Linked DNA regions of Sus scrofa: regions 2, 3, 4 and 5 are each linked to region 1. The links are chromatin contacts, called in public HiChIP or PLAC-seq maps. All regions are on one chromosome and are shown on one strand. Each heading gives the region's core, a stretch centred on a gene start, on an enhancer-like site or on the middle of the called end of the contact. The rest is flanking DNA. Distances are from core to core; before and after follow the strand shown. Region 1 holds the start of UNK (RING finger protein unkempt homolog). Region 2 holds the start of RNF157 (RING finger protein 157). Region 3 holds the start of SRP68 (signal recognition particle subunit SRP68). Region 4 holds the start of GRB2 (growth factor receptor bound protein 2). Region 5 holds the start of MRPS7 (28S ribosomal protein S7, mitochondrial).

Region 1 (2,823 bases), core at 276-2,775:
GCATCTGGCTACGGTCCTAGTTCCTGTTCTGTCACAGACTTAGAAACTCGGTGCAAGTTACTTAATCTCTCTGAGTTTCGGTTTCCTCTCCTGTAAATTAAGCAGCTTGGATGATATCATCTCCCAATTCTACCCGTACACTCTTATTCTGAAGTTCATGGTACACACACATTTAAAATCCAGCCGTCTGAACTATCTTTCTCCATTCAAATCACACTTGGGTATTCGGGGTGGGGTGGGGTGGGGGGAATAACAGATAAGCCAATTATCTGCATTTAATAGGATTAAAGCAATACACCTCAACTTGTTTCTCCTTTTGGAATTTTTCATCTTCAAACGCCCCTAGTGGTGAAACAATTGATTTGGCCTGTTTAAGAAATACTCGTTTCTCAGCTTTGTAGGCTGACAATTTGGCTTCTGATGTGGTTACTTGGAACTAAATAAAATAGGCATGTGTCAGTCCTGCATATTAACACTTTTACATTCACCCCTTCCTGCTTTGCCCCTAAGGTTACTGGGAATGTGTTTCTTTTACGAGATTAGCATGAGTTAATGTTACTTAATAAGATACAAATCAGTCTTTAAAACAATGTCTTTAAATAGATTAAATAAGGAAAACAAAGTTAAGATGGTAAGTTTCAAGTATCTATGAAGAACTTCATCTGACTGGAGGGAAGCGGGGAGGAGACATTTTCCCAAGTAGAAAGGCTGGCATTCAGAGCAGGAAACTAGGGTAAATTATAATAAATCGCACTCCTGACTCAAACCCAGGCCCTTCCTCTGGACACTGTGATGCTTCTCGAAGCCCCCTGCAACTTGCCAGTGCACCTGAGACTATGCTAGATGGAGATTAAGTTCGTCCTTGGCCCTTAACGTACTGGAAACAAATTGGTCAGGCCAAGTGTCGAGCTGAGAAAGGACTGAAACCGTGGAGTTCCAGGTTTCAGAGCTCGTAAAGGTGTATGGAGCGCCTGAGCAAAGGCGCAGGAACAGAGTACTGGGTTGTGTAGCTCTTCGTTAGCAGAGCTTTCTCACGCTGACTTCCAGCAGGCCGACTTTCCCTTATGATTTTCAGCTTGTTCCCGCTGAACGAGCGAGGATGTTGGCAGAGTCCAGGTGCCTGAAGCTCAAAGGCCCATTGCTCAGGGCGGCATCAGAACCGAGCCCAAGCTTTGCTAAGTATGGAGGCGAGATAATTATTACACTGTTGGCCGTGGAATTACACTTGGAACTGTTTCACTGCAGTCGTTAAGCCCTCCCTAGCTCTGGGCCTCTTCTACTCCAGGTGCTCCAGTTTCAGGCAAAGGTTCCCCCACGAACGGGGAAACCGGCTGTTAAGGAGAGACAGGGCGAGACTGCAATCCCCAGAAACCGTCTCGGGCCCTCAGCATCCGGGATACCGTCTGCAAGGCTCTCTGGGTATTGTGGTCCGTTCCTTTGGCAGCAACCCTCGGCGGACGGTAAAATTCCAGCCTGACCCAGGACTACAACTCCCAGCAACCCTCGCTGCCGTGCGGGGGGTCTTCACGTTCTCGTGGCGCGGCGCAGGCGCACTAGTGCCTCGGCGCGGACCGCGCAGACTGAATAATAAAAGGGGAGCGGCGAAGAGGCAGGAAGACAGGACCATGTCGAAGGGCCCCGGGCCCGGCGGCTCCGCAGCTTCCTCGGCGCCCCCGGCCGCTACCGCTCAGGTGCTGCAGGCACAGCCCGAGAAACCGCAGCACTACACGTACGTAGAGCCCCCCCCCCCGCCGCGCGCGCACGCCTGACGTCAGCGGCCAGCGTGAGTCACGCGCGCAGGGAGAGCGCGAGGCGGCCTCTCCCTCCCCCCTTTCCTCCGTCCCGGCCCAGACCGGTTCCAACCTGCTAGGGCCGGTCCCAACTGCCTCCAACTGCCACCAACCTTTGGTCGGGCTGTGGGGCGGGAAACCCAGTCCCGCCGCAAGTGGGGAAGGAGGGAGCTCGCGGCGCAGAGTGCACACATCTCAGGCCTGGCCTTCGAGGCCTAACTGGTTCTCAGGCCATAAAACCACAGTCCCAGGCACTCTCGGGGGGGATAAGAAGTCCAAGACGCGACCAGGATGCGTTCCTAAGGGGCCAGCCCTAGAACGGCCTATGAATGACCACTAGCGTGAAGTTCTGTTAGGCGACCTGTGTTCTGTGCACAGGAGGCCTTGTGCGTCCCTAAGGCCCAAGTGTTGTCCACTTTGGCTGGAATTTACTTAAAAACATTTGACCCAGGCCAAGTCAGGGATCCCGAAGGTGATGGGGTCCGAATATGTTCTCAGGCCCAACCCAGCTGTGGCCTCAGAGGGACCCCCAAATGCTGACACTGCAAGAGTCCAGTAAGATGGAAAACCTCTTCCTGGGAATCTGCTTGTGTCTAAATGTAGGTCCCTTTCGTCTTTTTATTTCCTTTCAGGGCACTTCAAGCAACTCCCTAGTGCTAGGTACTTGATGAGAAAGAAAGGTGAAGAAGGCAGACCCTCCCTTTAAGCAGAATGTTGGGTTTCCATTTTCCCTGATGCTCTTTGCCTCGCATCTCCTTGGGCTGCCAAAATGTGTGCATGTTTGGAAGGATCCCCAAGTGTACCTCAATCTGGCCGGAGATTTGGAATGTGGGAGTTGAACAACCGTTAAGGGGCACACAGTAATGCTGTCTGGTGACCCAGAGCAAGAAGCGTGTGTTGGAATAGAAAGAACTAGAAGTCCACAGGGGAGCTCTCGTTCGTCACTCACAGAAGTCAGACTCTGTGAGTGGGAAACTCTTCTGGAATAAGGCAAAGAGGGTTTAAGGAAGTGTATTGGTTTCCTTGCGAGATT
Region 2 (2,856 bases), core at 41-2,540, 400 kb after region 1:
TCTCTTTTTTGTTTTTAGTTATTCTTCAATGTTTTTAACTTTTAAATTGAAGTATAATTGATTTACAATATCGTGTTAGTTTCAGGTGTACAGCAGTGGTTCGATTTTATATAGATATAATATAGATATACATATAGTTTAATAATATATGTATATATATTTTTTCCAGAATCTTTTCCCTTAAAGGTTATTACAAAATCCTGAGTCAAGTTCCCTGTACGACACAGTAAGTCCTTGATGTGATCCTCTTGTGCTGTCAAAATCCTCCCCCAGCTCCAATATTTATGCTACAAACCAGAGGCTGAGACATTTATCCCTTTAATGATTCTAAAAACAAAGAGAATCCTTCTCTACATTTTAAATAGCTGTGCCCTGTCCCAGAGCCATCCTCATTCCAAAAAGCAGGCTTGTCACTCCTCCAGCCAAGTAACAACCCGAGTGACTCTGCTACGTAGAGCCCCCAATATTTCTGTTCGACACCCTTGTTCTTCCGACAGCCTCTCGAAAAGCATCAGCACCACGGAAAAGGCATTTTCGGCCTCCACCCTCCAGCAGGCAGTGGCAGCTTTCCCTGGAGAAACCTCATTCAAACCTGCGCCTGTCCCTCCCTCACCGGAGGCCTGGATGTGCTGACCTGTGCCAGCACCCAGCACAGGTGCCTGCTTCGGACGCCGAGCCCGCCTCCCCCAACCCGCAGCCCCCCGAGGGGAACGGGGACCCGGGCGGGAAGGAGCGGACTCCGTGCTGCGGACGGCGGGGACCTGGCCTGCAACGAGGCACCCCGCCCCTCGGGAGCCGCAGTCTCCCCAGCGCACGTCTCTGTCACAGGACGCATTGCGTCCGGGCCGCCCGCGTCCCCCGGCGGAGGGGCTGCCCACCCTCGCGACCGCCCCGGGCCCTAAAGCACCGCTCCAGGCCTCCTGCTAGACATCCCACCCTCCAAGATCGCACTGCAGCGCCGTCGGCCCCTGGGCCCGCCGGCCCCCCGGCGTCCCGGTGCGGGAGCCTCGCGACCTCCTCCCAGCCCCGGGCCGCGCTCACCGGACTTGGGCGGGTAGCGGTACACGGAATTGGACGGGATGTCCACCTCCTCGACGCCCGCGTGCTGCCGGCTGGTCAGGGCCCCCATGGCCGCTGCGCCCGCGCCGCCCGCGCCTCACCGCGGCCGCTTGCCCCGCGCCGGCTGCGGGGGTCGGCTGCCCGCCGCGGCCCGCTCGGCCTCGGCGCTGCGGCTCTGGCGGCGGGGAGCCCCCGGCGCGCCGCGCACCATCCTCCGCCGGGCCCCGCGGCGGCGCCTGTGCCGAGGGGGGCTGCGGGCTGGGCCGGGGGCGCCGCCGCCGCCTCAGGCCGCGTGATGTCAGCGGCGGCTCGCGCGCGGGGACCGCGGCGGCCACGGCCAATGGCGGGGCGGGGCGGGAGGGTCCGCGCGGCGCCAGCCAATGGGCGGCGGGACGCGGCGGAGCGGCGGCCGGGCGCGCGGCGAGGGCTGGAGGGGCCGAGGACGCGGCGCCCCCGGAGCCCGCTGGCGCGGTTCCGGCGGCCTCGCGGGAGCCGCCTCCTCGAGGGGCGTTCGCGCACCCTGGTCCCCAGCATCCGAAAGGCGCACGCGGCTTCCCCGCCTGGCGGAGGCTCTCTCCAGCCCCGTCCCTCGACATGTGCCAAAGCCGATGGTCACAAACCCGCAGAGGGGCGCCCTCCGCCTCCCAGGCGGGCAGTGGGGGTGGGTTCCCGCCCCGAGCGCCTCAGCCCCTCAGGGGCTCCCAGGGGTCGGGTAGACTGGTCAGTGCCGGTGACCCTCCAGGAAAACGTCGCCATCCCTCTCACCTAGTTCCTTTCAAGGCGCCGAGCTCTATGCTTGTTCTGTTTACGGGTCCCTTGGGCAGCTCCTGTAACCCTGAAGTTGGGAGACCATCGGCCCAAGAGGAGAAGGAGACAAGGCCCCTCGGACCGCACCTTTGGGAAACTTTGGGAAGAAGGGCGTTAATGCAGGGGAACTGGAGTGGGGCCAGAGCACACCAACCGTGGAACACCTGGGCAGGCAGAAGACCTCATTCTAAACCTAATTGCAGACATTTGTGTTTTAAACCCTTTATGCTATTTCTGTTTTGGCGGGCTTTTTCCTGAGAGAGTAAACTGATCTGCGAAAACTTCAATTTCAAGAACGTGGTTTCAGCAACCTTTCAGCAAGGGGTTCCAAGTACAGTTTGGGGAGTCAAGGTCCCTTGATTAAGCTTTTAAAGCCATCCATAGAGCATCTTTCCTGATGATTCTCTGTGTTTTTCTTGTTTTTAACAGCCGCACCTGTGGCATATTTGAGTTCCCGGCCTAGGGGTCAAATAGGAGCTGCAGCTGAGGTCTATGCCAAGGCCAAGGCAACTCTAGATCCTTAACCCACTGAGCGAGGCCAGGGGTCAAACCTGCATCCTCACATCGGCAACAATGGGTCCTTAACCCCCTGAGCCACAAAGGAAACTCCCTTTCATATTTTTCATTGCCCTCTTTTCAGCTTCATACCTAGTAGCAAAGATACCAACTCCCATGGAGTTCCCATTGTGGTTCAGTAGTAAAAACTAGTATCCACAGGATACAGGTTCAATCCCTGGCCTCGCTCAGTGGGTTAAGGATCTGGTGTTGCCCCAAGCTGCAGCACAGGTCGCAGATGTGGCTCGGATCTGGTGTGGCTGTAGCTGTGGCTATGATTTAACCCCTAGCTTGGGAACTTCCATATACCCTGGGTGTGGCCCTAAACACACACACACACACACACACACACACACACACACACACACACACACACACACAGAAACCAGCTCCAGTTGCCATGGTTTTTCTCCAAGTTCCCCAGGGTGGCAGGAA
Region 3 (2,865 bases), core at 141-2,640, 260 kb after region 1:
TACTCATTCAAGCTGATTCAGGTTATAAATGACACGGACTATACCTCTATTTGCATAATGTCCCACACCTGCCAAATCTGACTTTCCTTAGCAGCTGCGACACTGCCTGTGGCCATGCTGAGCACAGGCCAACCAAAGGAGGCCACGGTATGCATTGAATACTAGATTTTCCTTTTAAAAGAAAAAGCCCTGACCAAACTTTCCTTTTAAAAAATCTGAAATTACTTTATGTCCCAAACTTAGGAAATCCAATGACCTTTGCCTACAATTTTAGTTTCATTTCAAAGTCTCCTCGATGCTTCTCTATAGGTGTATTTTCAAGTACTGAACAATAAAAGGACTATTTTCAGTCACTGATGTGACAAGGAGATAGAAGGTTTGCAGCAAAATCAAGGCATTCTAACTGAAGTATATACTACCAGTTCAAAAAGCAAAACTCCAATTCCCCAAAAGATGTCAAGCCATATGTGTAATTTCAGAAATTCACCTACAATTTCTTAACCATTTATCCACTTCAAAAAGCCACAAATCAGACGCATAAGCACTTAATTGTGACACACTCTGATAAAACCAGAAACCAATTCCTCCAGCTCATCTCAATGACTCTCACCAAGATAAAACGCCTACAGACCTATCAAGAAAGCTATCCAAGTACTGCTAGAAATCTACGATGATTTATATTCAAAATGGGCAATACGCTTTTCCTCAGAACAGTCAGCCTTTGCTTCCACTTCCAGAGCATCAAACTGTAACTTTCATTATCCACTCTCCGACGGTTGTCAGACAGAAGCATTAAGACAAAAAGGCCAAGACTGCAGTTTCCTCTGCCCAGCGCAGTGACCCAAGGTGCCAAGCCAGTAGTTCACCAGGGTGGCCACAGTGTCAGCCCTGTCACCAGTCCTCCACCTGGACAACTGCAGGAAAACTGCAGAAAACTGCTCAAGATTCCAGTGCCACCTGAAAGAAGAGGAAATTCCCCAGACTAGAAGGCAAAGGAGATGCGAGAAAAAGCCAGTCGAAACACAGACCCTAGAACCCTAGGTGTCAAAAAAATAGGGGCGAGAGTAACTACAGCCCTCGGCCTCTCCTGCCCAGGGTGCGCCGGGACCCGCCGCATCTCCCGCCCCCGACCCGCCAGAACGACACGTAGTCATTACGAGTTAGGCCCAATTACTGTAGGATACTCTCCAAACTCAGGCTATCCCCGAATTCTTTGTTTGCCTTCGACCCGGCTGAAGGCCGTTCATTTTCCTTATTTTCCTCTCCTCCGGCACCGCGTCCACCACCGCTACTGCCACCACCGCCGCCGCCGCTGCTGCCGCCTCCGCCTCCAGGAACCTGTTTCTCAGCAGCCATCTTGCCCCCGCGCCGCAGAGCAGGCTGGGATAGAGGAGGCGGGACGACCCGGGAAGGAGAGAGCGGGACAGGCGCGGACGGGCTGATGGGATAGCGGCGGACTCCGCCGCCGCCCGTCCTGCCCTCAGGCAGCGGCCACTTGTTGGAGTGCGCCTGCGCATGGGCTCCGATTCCCATGCTCCATTGGCGGCGGGCTAGGCTGCTGGGTCCGGAGGCGCAGGCAGGCCGTAGCTTCTGACGTCTTCTGGTGACCATCCCATTTCCCGTCCACCAAGGGTGGAGGGAGGACCGAGGGATGGCCTCCCAATTCCTACATCCCTGCATGGGGGATCCGGCTCCCGTTCTGCGCACAAAGGAAGGCAGTTGGCTAAGACATTTGATTTCTGGAGTGTCTCCCTCCCCGGGCACTTGGGAGATGGGGTTCCCACCCTTCCGCACTAACTACTCCTCAGTACTCCTCCCGAGAGGGAACCGCCTCTGTCTGCGCCTTCCTCTGGAGCTGACCACAATGCAGGAGCTTTCTCAAGCAAATGGGGAGCTGTACCCTTCCCTGGAAGCAACCCAGTGACACTCAAGGGATAAACAAAATGTCTTCTATCTGTACAATGGAATACTAATTCAGCCTTAAAAAGGAAGGAAATTCTACACGTGCTACAACACGTTTGAAGCTTGAAAATATTGTGCTAACTAAGCCGGTTACAAAAAAGGGTAATATTCTATTTATGTGAGGTATCTATAATGTAGTTAAATTCATAGGAAGTAGAATAGTTGTTGCCAGTTTGATCCCTGGCCTTGCTCAGTGGGTTAAGGATGCGCCGTTGCCATGAGCTGTGGTATAGTTCACAGACACAGCTCAGATCTAGCCTAGCTGTGGCTGTGGTGTAGGCCCTAGCCTGGGAACCTCCATGTGCCACGGGTGCGGCCCTAAAAAGACAAAAATAAATAAATAAATGTCCATCAACAAATGTAGGGATAAATAGAATGGCACGTCATACAATGGAATCTTACTTGGCCATAGAAAGGAGTAAAGGGGAGTTCCCGTCGTGGTGCAGTGGTTAACGAATCCGACTAGGAACCATGAGGTTGCGGGTTCGGTCCCTGCCCTTGCTCAGTGGGTTAACGATCCGGCGTTGCCGTGAGCTGTGGTGTAGGTTGCAGACGCGGCTCGGATCCCGCGTTGCTGTGGCTCTGGCGTAGGCCGGTGGCTACAGCTCAGATTCAACCCCTAGCCTGGGAACCTCCATATGCCGCAGGAGCGGCCCAAGAAATAGCAACAACAAAAGACAAAAAGACAAAAAAAAAAAAAAAAAAAAAAAGAAAGGAGTAAAGTACTAATACATGCTGCATGTGGTGAATCTCTAAAACATTATACTAAATGAGAAAAGCCATGGAGTTCCCTTGCATTCAGCAGGCTAAGGACCTGGATTTGTCCCTGCAGTGGCTCAGGTTGCTGCTGTGCCAAGGGTTAGATCCCCGGCCTAGGAAATTCCACATGCCCTGGGCATGGCC
Region 4 (2,768 bases), core at 213-2,712, 310 kb before region 1:
ACAAAAACACCAGCAAGCTACACTTGTGATCTAGTGCAGTATTAGTGCAGTATTGGTTACGGCTGAACTCAATCCTTTGAGCCTCCCAGCTCCCAGGGGGAGACCTTAAGTCTCGCACAGCTCTCTAGCAACCCTTCTGGCTGACTGAAGAAACACAGTGGACGCTTCACAGCAAAGGATAAAGCAGGGAAGAGGGCATCATCTTTCCGGGAGAGAAACGGAATCTTTAAATGAGGGAGAAAAACGAACGGGCGAAAGAGCAGAAACCTCAAAAAATTATGCCAAAAGGGACAATAAGGAGGAAGGGGAAGTAGATTAGACTAAAAGGGGGGAGGGGGCAAGTGACTTGCATTATACGGAGTAAGCATTTCGTGGCCGCAGAAGACAAGGGAGAAGTTTAGAAAGGCAGCAACTGTGGAGTGCAAAGTGAACAGAGGGACTAGAAAGCCCAGAAGACTAAAGCGAATTTCTCTAGTGCGCCTTTCTTTTCCACCCTCTTCTGAGACTCAAGAGTAGCAAAAGACAGAACCCGCGAGGGCACTTCGGCTCTTCTGCAAAGTATACTTTTGCTGCATCTGAAGCCAGCCTAGGTGAACTCCCTAAATAAGCTGTTAACTAGCATGGCTTTACAATCCTATACACAGAGAGAGCTGCAAATGAAAAGTGCCAGCGATTCTCTGCCCTCGATCACGGAAATCTTTCTTCGGAGCATTCCGATTAACTGCTGCTTACTTTTCTTAACAAATGTTTTTAGGGAAGCAGTCAAAAAAAAAAAAAAAGCGCAATAAAAGTAAAGGTATTTCTACTGGCTCCGGTAACAAACGTCCTCGCTCACAGTATTAATAGGGTTGGTGGGTTTCCTCCCAAAATTCGGCCCCCAAACACCAGGAGTTGGTGACGTGGTGGCCGTATAGGTCGAAGGAGCATCAATCACCATATTTGCAACCCGCCTCGAATCCCCCGCCTCCCGGGCCAAGTCACACTGACTCACAGAATGATTACCCTGTGTTCTCGGGCTTCTCCGGGTCCCCCCTGTGCAAACCTTCACGAAGAAAGCATAAAATTAAATCAGGAGCCCCCAGCCTCTCGTCCAGGGCTCTGTTCCAAGCCAAGGGTACTGAGAGGACGGTCCCCGGGAAGGAAGCGCCCCAAAAGGGGAAACATGGAGCCCGGAGCCCGGGCGCTCCGCTCCCCGCCCGGAGCCTCGCACTCCCGACCCCCAGGCCCGGCAGCCCACGGTACCCTGGGCCCGGTCCCCCGGGGCCGACTCCCGCGACGAAGCGGGGAGGAAGCAGCACGCGAGCAGCGCCGTCGCCGCCAGCCACACTCACCGTGGCGCAGCTGCTCCGCTCCACGCCCGGCCGGCCCCTCTGCAGCGGTGCGAGCGGCCGCAGACCCCTCTGCTGCTCCCCGAGGGCAGCGCCTATTCTCGCCGCCGTCACCGCCACAGTCTTCGTCGTCGCCGCCGCGGTCCGGTAGCTGAAGCAGCACAGCCGCCTCGCTTCCGCTCCTGGTCGGGGTCCCGCGAGAACTTCCCTGTGCGGCCCCGCCCCGCCCCGCCCCCGCGAGACTTCCCCCGGCGGAAAAGGCCCAGAGCGCAAGCGCTCCTCCTCCGCCAGGCCCCCCGCAGGTAGATCAGCTACAGGCCAGAGCGCAGGCGCCAGGCCGCCCCGCAGCAGGTGGCACCGACAGGGCTCCACCCCTGGGTCGCCGTAACCCTTTCGGTGCCAGAGCGGGTCAATTACAACTCACCTCCGAAAGAAAGGACTTTTTTTTTTTTATGCCCCACATTTGCATGATTCAATTGTCATATTACTTTTGATGGCCGATATCAACTTATTTTTTTTTTATTTCTCCACTGTACAGCAAGGGGGTCAGGTTATCCTTACATGTATACATTACAATTACATTTTTCCCCCAGCCAAGAAAGGACTTTTATGCACACCCTAATCACTTCGTTTTCCCCTTCCACCAACCCAGTTTGGCGGGGTTGGGGGGGAATCTCCCTCCCACGTGAAGCAAGCCAAATAGAGGATCAGGTCTGGAAATATTTGAGAATCTGGTCCAAACAAACTCTGCTGCGTTAGGTGAATGAACATATTCGTTCGCTCATCGATTGAACCAAGTGCCTAGTACATTCTAAGCACTGTGTCAAGTATAGAGGGTCCAACTAAGAACAGAAATCCGGGCCCTTTCTGCACAGAAACGAATTCAAGATCTATAGGAGGGAAAGAACAAATAATACCATAAGTACGGTCAGAATTATTTGGAGAAGGCTGAGGAGAGGCGAGGGGTCGCCGCTCCTCCCATCTCAGAAAAGCGTTCTCGGAGAACGCTGTGGCGTTATCTGAGCTGTCTTGGAGGATGAGTAGGAGTTTGCCAGAGAAGCCATTGCAAGGGCATTCCAGGCAAAGGGAACAGCACGCACGTACGAGGGAACGGAGGCGTGGGCATCGTGTTCCCTGCAACGCGAAGTAGTTTGATTCCTGTATGAGGCGGGGTGAGTTACCTGGTAGTGGCAGAAGATGAGGCTTGGAGGAGTAACTCTTATTTTTCAGTCCCAATCAAAGGAGAGAACAGAGCATCTGACGGTGATGTGAATTCCGGAAGCCACCAAAAGAGCAAGATATAAAAATTAAGAAACGTGGGAGTTCCTGTCCTGGCACAGTGGTGAATGAATCTGACTAGGAACCATGAGGCTGCGGGTTCGATCCCTGGCCTTGCTCAGTGGGTTGGGGATCTGGCGTTGTCGTGAGCTGTGGTGTAGG
Region 5 (2,923 bases), core at 66-2,565, 430 kb before region 1:
CATATATACCGAAGACTTTGTGACCTCCCTGCAACTGCAGATTTCGCTCATGTAACCTAAGTTCAATCACCTGAACAGGGTTTTATTAAGTAAAGGCAGGCAAGGAGCTCCCGCTCTGGCACAATGGCATCAGTGGTGTCTTGGGAGCGGTGGGACACCGGTTGGATCCCCAGCACAGTGGGTTAAGGAACCGGTGTTGCCGCAGCTGTGGCTCTTGGCTGTGGCTCGTATCTGATCCCTGGCCTGGGATCCCCATGTGCCGCGGGTCGGCCAAAAAGAAAAAAAGAAAAGTCAGGCAATTGGAGGAAAGAGCCATCACCTCCAAGAGCCTGGAGGCTCTAGTAAATAACAGATCTCCGCACAAGGCACTGTCTAAGCATCTAGCCTGCTGCCTTATCACCCTGTTCAATTTGTCTTCACTGAAAGAGACCTCCAGGTGCCTCCTCTAACCCACAGATAAAATAATATTAACCCTTGAGCCAAATACTACCTGCTAGAGTTAAACCGTTATTTCTTTAACAGCAATATGCATTAGCAATCATAGCAATAGGCCGCTATAATTACAGCATCAGGCAGCGCCTCTCAGGTTTGCTCAGTATAGGTTATCAACGAAGGACTCCTTAAGATATGCAGGGCGGGGGTGGGGAACACAGCTTTCACCATATTTTGGTCACTGCAGGAAAAAGGTAAAGCCCTGTTTTCTCTCTCACTTTAGATTCTCACTTCAAACATTCAGCCTGCGCGAGGAGGTCACTTCTCCTCGAATACAGGTTCACAATTCTGAAGCTATGCTTGCTCATCGGCACCGCCGCTTCCGAAGCTTCAGCCCAAATCCGGAGCTTTTCCCTTGGTCAGGAAGGCGCAGGGGTTCCCAGAGTCAAAAGCCGCGCGCGTCCCCACCACAGCTGCCCCAAAGCGCCGGATGCCTGTCAGCCCGAAGCACTTGGCTGTAGCTTTCTCGAAGCCCAGGAGGCCCGGACCGGACCCGAGCTCACGCCGCGGCGCGCGGAAGCGGGAGCAGGCGCCGCAGCACAGGGTGCAGGAGCCCGGGCGTCCTGACGGGGAAGGGGCGTGATCGCGAGACGCTCCCAGAGCAGGCGATGCCTGCCGCAGCTGCCATGCAGCGCCACCGCGGGGCCCGGGGAAGGGGCAGAAGGGTGTGGAGAGGGGCGGCTCGGCGGCTTGAGGGCAGGCACAAGCGACCGGGGCTACTCACTCAGCCAGGACTCCAGGCTCTCCCCTTCCGCCTCCGCCATATTGCAGCCGCCCGGGCCGGCCCCGCGGCCTCAAACCTCGCGAGAACCTGCAAGAGCTGAGCTGGGGCGGGGCCTGCATAGGGCCCTGAGAAGAGAGAGCGCCGCCACCGAGGGTTGCGCCAGGCTGCGGCGAATAATGGGAGCGCGAATGTTTCCTTTTGACTCTTCACCTTAGACCCCGGTGTGAGAGACTCTTAAGGCCCCCATAGGGTGAAGCCCAGGTTTAGGAGCCTGTGCAGCCTTTCCCGGACTTCTGTCACCAGCTCAGGCGCACCGAGGGCAGTCTCTGTGGGGTCCTCGTGGCCAGCCAAGATGGCTGCCCCCGCGGTGAAGGCTGCGCGAGGGTGGTCGTGCTCGGCCTTGGGCGTGCGGATTGCCGTCCTCCGGTTTCCAGGGTGAGAGGGCAGCCTGTAGCTGGGAGGCCGTTTGGGTCTTCACGGAGAGACCTGCTGGAAAGGAAGAGGGGCCGTAGACAGGCCGCGCGGGAACCAGGGGGCTGGGATGTCCGGCTCCATGGCTCTTTAACCAGCAGGGTGATTTTGGGTCAGTCTGAAGACATAGTGACTTCCCGCCCGCTCGAGGGGTTCTAACTTAGCGCCGAAAGTGCGATCCTGTTAAAGAACGCAGAGCTGGGATTTTCTTTGTTGGAAGGGAGGGGGAGAGATGCATAGGCGGGGCGCCTATCCCGAGTTTCAGGCCCGTCCTTACCGTTGGCACTTCCTGGCCTGTTTGGGGGAAAGTTCTCCTCCTGCTTGGGACGGGAACCAGAATTATCGGGGTTCACCTTTGGCTAGCGGTCTCCGCGCCGCTCTCACTCGTCGGCGGATTGGCACCCTTGCCTATTGTTAAGTCAAGCTATTTCACTTGTGGAGTCAGCTTTTGCCCTCCTCTTCCTCTTCCCCGCCTCCAGGCTAACCCAGGTGAGGTGGAGCCGCTATGGTCCTGAATACAAGGATCCCCAGATTGACAAGGAATATTACCGCAAGCCGTTGGCGGAGCAGACGGAGGAGGAGAAGTATGAGCGGGATTTCAAGAAGACGCAACTTATCAAAGCCGCCCCCGCGACCAAAACAAGTTCTGTGTTTGAAGACCCGGTGATCAGGTTAGAAGGAAACAAAGTTTTTTTCCAAGGACCGGGACTTTACCAGGGAGGGTCTATAGTAAGGATTCCCTGACACGGCCTTGAGAGGCTAAACATGTTGCTTTTCTCCTTGAAGTAAATTCACCAACATGATGATGAAAGGAGGAAACAAAGTACTGGCCAGATCCCTCATGACACAGGTAAACAGTCCCTCTGCTTTTCCCCGTAGCTTTGTACTTGGCTCTTTCGTTTTAGCATGAAAAAAAAACGGATTCTGTAGCTGTCGTTGAAATTAACTTCCCTGTATGCATGTGTGGGAGTGGGGCTTTAATGAAGTCCTGCAGGAGTCAACAGCTACCATTCCTCATCCCCATATCCCAAATCTTAGCCCACTCTTTCTTTCCTGGTCCAGGGAAGAGGGAGACACTGAAGATCCTGGTTTCAGCAGTGCGGAGGGAGGAGCTGCACAGTTAGAGAACAACAGTGTGACGGGAGTAAAGGGCAAGATCCTAGCTCAGCTGGGAAGACCCTTTAGGGAGCCCGGGGCAGCCTCTTCCGTCGTCTCTCATTGCAGACACTGGAAGCT

What was found. HiChIP or PLAC-seq counts read pairs in DNA pulled down with a chosen protein or histone mark.
Region 2: an H3K27ac HiChIP or PLAC-seq map of alveolar macrophages shows a contact between it and region 1. The contact joins the promoter of RNF157 here to the promoter of UNK in region 1. A contact is called at or near these places in 1 of 5 promoter capture datasets (fetal liver), 3 of 47 Hi-C or Micro-C datasets (embryonic fibroblasts, liver and skeletal muscle) and 1 of 2 datasets of contacts at active chromatin or transcription factors (alveolar macrophages).
Region 3: an H3K27ac HiChIP or PLAC-seq map of alveolar macrophages shows a contact between it and region 1. The contact joins the promoter of SRP68 here to the promoter of UNK in region 1. A contact is called at or near these places in 1 of 5 promoter capture datasets (liver) and 1 of 2 datasets of contacts at active chromatin or transcription factors (alveolar macrophages).
Region 4: an H3K27ac HiChIP or PLAC-seq map of alveolar macrophages shows a contact between it and region 1. The contact joins the promoter of GRB2 here to the promoter of UNK in region 1. A contact is called at or near these places in 3 of 47 Hi-C or Micro-C datasets (epiblast stem cells, heart right ventricle and liver) and 1 of 2 datasets of contacts at active chromatin or transcription factors (alveolar macrophages).
Region 5: a contact with region 1 is called in an H3K27ac HiChIP or PLAC-seq map of alveolar macrophages. The contact joins the promoter of MRPS7 here to the promoter of UNK in region 1. A contact is called at or near these places in 1 of 5 promoter capture datasets (fetal liver) and 1 of 2 datasets of contacts at active chromatin or transcription factors (alveolar macrophages).

What each region holds. Positions count from the first base shown.
Region 1 is chr12:5,626,951-5,629,773 of Sscrofa11.1, reverse strand. It overlaps UNK (RING finger protein unkempt homolog), which reads left to right and starts at 1,525. Exons shown (of 15, transcript XM_021066619.1): 1 at 1,525-1,729. The coding sequence starts at 1,626.
Region 2 is chr12:5,224,412-5,227,267 of Sscrofa11.1, reverse strand. It overlaps RNF157 (RING finger protein 157), which reads right to left and starts at 1,290. Exons shown (of 19, transcript XM_003357958.4): 1 at 1,042-1,290. The coding sequence starts at 1,129.
Region 3 is chr12:5,366,879-5,369,743 of Sscrofa11.1, reverse strand. It overlaps SRP68 (signal recognition particle subunit SRP68), which reads right to left and starts at 1,390. Exons shown (of 16, transcript XM_005653867.3): 1 at 1,185-1,390. The coding sequence starts at 1,356.
Region 4 is chr12:5,939,417-5,942,184 of Sscrofa11.1, reverse strand. GRB2 (growth factor receptor bound protein 2) reads right to left here and starts at 1,462. Exons shown (of 6, transcript NM_001137628.1): 1 at 1,332-1,462.
Region 5 is chr12:6,054,061-6,056,983 of Sscrofa11.1, reverse strand. MRPS7 (28S ribosomal protein S7, mitochondrial) reads left to right here and starts at 1,315. Exons shown (of 5, transcript XM_003131206.5): 1 at 1,315-1,651; 2 at 2,167-2,358; 3 at 2,474-2,537; 4 at 2,912-2,923. The coding sequence starts at 1,569. It overlaps GGA3 (ADP-ribosylation factor-binding protein GGA3), which reads right to left. Exons shown (of 18, transcript XM_021066652.1): 2 at 1,217-2,921. The coding sequence starts at 1,256.